Linked DNA regions of Sus scrofa: region 2 is linked to region 1. The links are chromatin contacts, called in public HiChIP or PLAC-seq maps. All regions are on one chromosome and are shown on one strand. The core of a region is the stretch at or near the end of the contact, and the rest is flanking DNA. Distances in the headings are between cores, read along the strand shown. Region 1 has its middle 76 kb from the start of RBFOX2. Region 2 has its middle 97 kb from the start of RBFOX2.

Region 1 (2,529 bases), core at 9-2,508:
GAACACTGGGAAACCAGCTGTGGAAGGAAGGACAGTAAAGTCATAATGGAGCAGGAATAGACTCTAAGATTCAGCAAAGCTACCACCCAGCCCAGCAGCCCAGCTATCTTGGGAAAGGGGAACAGGAGGTGGATAGGAAGGAGCAAGGGCAGGGGAGGGTCAGGAGAGTCAGCTCTCCCTCATTAAATGTCGCTTCCTAAAGGAGGTTGTAATTCCTTCGAGGCCTCTTTTAACAGATTTATTGAGATAGAAATTTTGTGTTTTTTTTGTCTTTTTGTCTTTTCTGGGGCCGCACCTGCGGCATATGGAGGTTCCCAGGCTAGGGGTCTAATCAGAGTTGTAGCCACCGGCCTACATCACAGCCACTGCAACGCCAGATCTGTGCCAAGTCTGCAATCTACACCACAGCTCACGGCAATGCCGGATCCTTAACCCGCTGAGCAAGGCCAGGGATCAAACCTACAACCTCATGGTTCCTAGTTGGATTCGTTGACCACTGAGCCACGATGGGAACTCCTGAGAGATAATTTGGTATTCTACAATTCACTCATTGAAAACACACAACTCGGTGGCTTTTTTAGTATGTTCTTGGAGTCTTTGTCATGCCAAAAAGACGCCATGTACCTCTTGGTCATCATTTTCTGATTCCTCTGTCCTCCTCGGCCCCCCAAACTCTAGGCAACCATGGTCTACTTTCTCTCTCTATAGATTCTTCCTGTTCTGGATATTTCATATAAATAGACTCAATATAATGTGCAGGGTGTTGTTTCTGTCCTCTTTTGCTGAGCAGAATGTCTTCAGGGCCCCTTCATGTTGTAGCATTTATCAGGACTTTATTCTTTTTTGTTGCTAAATAATATTCTGTTGTATGGACACATCATATTTTTACTTTTATAAATAAGAGAAAGGAAAAGAGAAGAGGAAGGGAAGAGAAAGCTAAAGGGAATGAGACAAGTAAGAATCCTTCCCAATTTAAAGTGGACGGAATAGGCCCTGCTGTGAGAAGCAAACCCATCATCCCTCTTGAGGACTTGTAACCAAAGGCAAAGGTAAATAGGACACTTGGCATCTGTGGCTTCATGAGCCATTTGTAGCCCAGTGGCAGCTCTTGTGACCTGGACGTGTGCAGCATTCAGGGAGCTCATTGTGCACATCTTGTGTGTTGGCCAGTGTCATTGCCCCTACAATACCTCGTGTGGAAATGGAGAGGCCTTTGCTGATCTAATCTGGATACATTTCCCTTGGTTACTGCAGCTCTGTGTCCCCAGAGAGTCCTCGCTAAAGAGCTGCCAGTTTGTTGAGTGCTGGCAGCTGCAAGATTATTCCTGACTGTCCGATTTGTTCAGTGGAGATGACACCCATCTTTCAGGTCCTGATCCATTGGCCAGAAATAGCAACCGTCATTCCCATATTTTTGGAATGAGTGCTTACCCTAAGGTCCCCTGTCCGTCCTTCTCAGCGTAGTGTTCAGAGGGCCCTTTTAGCTAGCCATGTGCCCTTCCGGGCTCCAGGTAGCTTTACTGTGGTCCCGTTGCTTTCTCTTGCTTTCTTTCCTGGTTTACCTGCCAAGGAACAGAGAGTCCTGACCTTCATGAAATGAATGGTCAGGGTTAGGGCTGTTAGTTGCAGCACCTTTCAGCGTGTGGCTGGCTTTCCACTGTGTCTGAACTTTCAGGATAGTTCAGAGAGTGGCTTGTTATCACTTGTCCTAATCCCCTGGCTCTTCTGTGGCACGTCTCCCCTAACGCGGGAACAAGAACCAGGGTAGGCATCAGAGGAGGTGTGGCCCTCAGGTCGTAAATCAGGTGTCAGAGCTGGATTTCGTCACGGTGCCCTTGTGCTGCAGGTGGGGAAACTGAGTCCAGAGAGGTGAGGTGACTTACCCAAGGCTTATATTCGTGGAGCTCTTGCCAGTGGCAGAGCTGCGTGTGTGACACCAAGCCCTTACTCTCAGTTCAGTGCTTTTCCTTAGTGTGACACTGTGACCTGGTGGATGCACTCATGATTAGAGGGCGGCTTAGGCTCGCTCCACGCCATCAGCAGCGTGGGCTTTAAGGTGTATGTGAGGCTTTGACGGGTGGGGGCTGTGATGGGGAAAATCTAGAAGCGAGAAAGAGCGAGAGCACCGGTGGATGAGTTTGGGTGCCACCAAGGGAAAGAACCCAGCTCCTTGGGCCTTCCCCAGGGCGCCGTGTCCGAGGGGCGTACGTGCTTTTGATTACATGGTTGTGATTCCTGAGAGCCCCGGGTCTGCTTGCCAGGAAATCTGTATGCTGCTGCTCCCGCCCAACAAACGGTCGCCCTGTGGTGCCTGCCTGGAAAGGTTTGCGTGTGGCTGTGGCTCTGTGCACGGGCTGACTTTGGCCTGATGGGGCCTCGCCTCCCAGCACGCCTGTGCCAGGACCCTGACCCAGCCATGCAGTGTGACCCAAACTGCTGGGACCAGGACTAAAAGCAGCGCCTCCCTGCACAGTGGAACACAAGCTGCGTGGAAGTTCCCTGCTGAGACCCCCCCCCCAGAACTGTCCC
Region 2 (2,529 bases), core at 17-2,516, 170 kb after region 1:
GTCTCTACTCCCCTCCCCTTCTTGTTAAGAATCATATTGTATAGTAGCTTTCAGACCATACAGTATTCATTGGGTTATTCCTATTATTATCAAGTAGCTGGAATTGTGAAGGTCGGAGTAGTTAGAGCTTTAGCTTTTATTCCTTATTTTTTTGTATTACTATCCATGTGTATAAATTATTGATCATGTTGCTGGCTTTTATAAACTCTAAGCGAAGGAGGAGCACCGCCTCTGCCTTTGCAAATGGTAATGAAGCACTGTTTTTAAATAAAAGAGAGAAACACCATTCTCTGGCCTGCTTGTGTTGGTGCTACGAGACGTTGCCTCCTCCTGCAGCTCAAAGATGGAACTTGGATTTGACTTGTAAGATGGAAAAAAGGCGGCGAAGGCACCGCTCCCCCGAAGAGGTGAGGGGGTGGGAAACGCAGCCCAAGGCCGGGGCCTCGGCGCCCGCCCTTTGGCTCCTCCAGCCCGGGAGCTCCGGCCCTGGCAGGGGCTGCTTCCCCGCTGCTGCCTCTCAAACCTGCAGCTCCGCTTCCCCTGCATCCGCTCCTGGCGGGCGCGCCGCCACGCTCCCCAGGGGGCGCTCTCCCTGTCACCTCTGCCCCGGCTCCCACTGCCACCGAGGCTCCTGGGCCTTTGGGCTTCTTCAGCCACCCCCTCCTGCGTTCGTTTCCCTGCCAGTAATTCCCAAATCTCTGAAATTCCCCCTGAATCTCCGACTCCCAAATGCACGCAGTCACCTCTCTTCCTAGTTCCGGGCGGAGGGGTGGACCGTCCCCATCCCCCTTCTGCTACCAGACCTAGACCCCTGCTGGAACCCACTCCCGTCCCTCCCCGTCCTTCCCGTTCGGCCGGGAGAGGCGGCTTCCGTCGGGAGCTGACCCCACACCTGCGCACCCGCCGTCCTTCCCACCTTCTCGGGAGCTTGGCCCCTACGTCCCTCCCTCCTGGAGGCGAGCGTTCTCCTTCTTCTAGTCCCTGTGGCGTCGAAACCTGCAAATCATTTCGCACGATCCCAGCCCTCCCCTTCGTGACACACTTCTGGAATGCGTTTCAGCAGCCAGTTCCCGGCTCTTCGCCCCGAGGCCGCCCGGCCTCTCCCTCCAGGCCCCTGAAGCTGCCCCCTGTGACAGCGGATGGCGCTTCCCCGGGCGCCGGACCTTCCCAAGGGACGCAGATGGCGACAGGCCCAGGGGAGCGAGTCCCTCCGCTGCTGCCCGCTCCAAAGCTGGCGGGTCTGGCCTGGTCCCTTCCGCCGCAGCAGCCCCGCCTGGTCTGCTCTCCACACCCGCTGCAGTAGTAACTGGATCCTGTCCGGCCCTGTGCAAGGAGTGGTCCCCGTCCTTATTCGGGCTCTGAGGTCCTGCGGACCGCGCTCCCCGATAGTTTATCCCCCACGGGTCTCCTTGCACCAGATCGGAAGCGCCTGGAGGCCGGCTGCTTTGTTTTGTTCACTCCAGTGTCTGCAACGTACAAGCATAAATAATGCAGGGTGATACCCGCCCTCCCCGAATGGCCACCCCTGGTGATGCAGGGGATGCCGAGCGCCCCTCCCCGTGCTCTCCCACCCTCTTCATCTTCCTGGCAACCCCGTGGCAGGTGCTGGGAGGCCTCTTGCGGGTCCCCGGCGCCCAGGCTTCCTGCTGGCTGCACCAGGCAAGCCAAGCCCAGACTGCGCTTTCCCAGGACTTTTCTGGGGGTGGTGTTTACAGCGCGTAATCTTGAGGAAAGAGGGGTGTGTCCTGGGACAAAGATTCCACCTGCTCTGGAAGCATGGCTGCGCCTGGCTCAGGGCCCCTCAGCCGCAGAATGCGGGGTGCCGCACCCATTCCTCGGTATCCACAGTCCCCCCCTCCCCCCGCCTCCACCCACATATTGATTGATGCTCACGCTGTGATGGACGGGGTGATAAATTCCTCTGACTTTGCCCCTGACCCAGAGTCCATGAAACAGCAATAGCTGCAGTCAACAGCTGCAAAAGCAGCGATGGAATTCCAGACCCAGCAGTGTTATTGCACGTGAAAGAGCAGGGAGCCGAGGAGAGAGGCGATGCCCTTTCACAGGGGTGGGCAGCGGCAGAACTGGGGTGCCAGCATCCGTGGTGCCCTTCCCTTCAGAGCGCTGGTATTACTAGGGCTTCCCAGGCAGAAACCCGAGAGCTGGCATTTGGTCCTCTCTCTAGCTGCCCCCCCAGCCCCTTTTATAGGGTCTTCTTCCTCCACCTCTTCCCTCAGAAGGGTTCCCCAGGTAGAACTCGCTCCCTCCAGTCCCCTGAAAAGGCCAATTCTGCCTTGAGACTAAAGGCAGAGTCCATAAAGCTCTGCAAAGTCTAGGCCTGCCCAGCTGCCATCCCAGGCTCCTAACATTCAATATGTTGGCATCATCTTTCTATCCAACTCTTCATTTCCCTCGATCGGTAAAGTGGGGCAAGAGTTAACAATAACCATGTTAAAACACTAAAGGATAAAGAAAGAAAATGGGGGGAAAAATCTTGCTCAAAAGAAGGTGCCCCACCCCCTTTGCCTT

The links. HiChIP or PLAC-seq counts read pairs in DNA pulled down with a chosen protein or histone mark.
Region 2: a contact with region 1 is called in an H3K27ac HiChIP or PLAC-seq map of skeletal muscle. The contact joins two enhancer-like sites. A contact is called at or near these places in 4 of 47 Hi-C or Micro-C datasets (embryonic fibroblasts, epiblast stem cells and skeletal muscle) and 1 of 2 datasets of contacts at active chromatin or transcription factors (skeletal muscle).

Annotation. Positions count from the first base shown.
Region 1 is chr5:11,732,268-11,734,796 of Sscrofa11.1, forward strand. It overlaps a transcript of RBFOX2 not described here. Among named protein-coding and RNA genes, the nearest start is that of RBFOX2, 76 kb to the right of the region's middle. Within about 2 kb of position 1,259, at least 17 of the 83 cell types and tissues checked have an H3K27ac peak or open chromatin away from gene starts, as enhancers often do. A contact at or near this core is called in skeletal muscle, where this site is marked.
Region 2 is chr5:11,905,040-11,907,568 of Sscrofa11.1, forward strand. It overlaps a transcript of RBFOX2 not described here. Among named protein-coding and RNA genes, the nearest start is that of RBFOX2, 97 kb to the left of the region's middle. Within about 2 kb of position 1,267, at least 34 of the 83 cell types and tissues checked have an H3K27ac peak or open chromatin away from gene starts, as enhancers often do. A contact at or near this core is called in skeletal muscle, where this site is marked.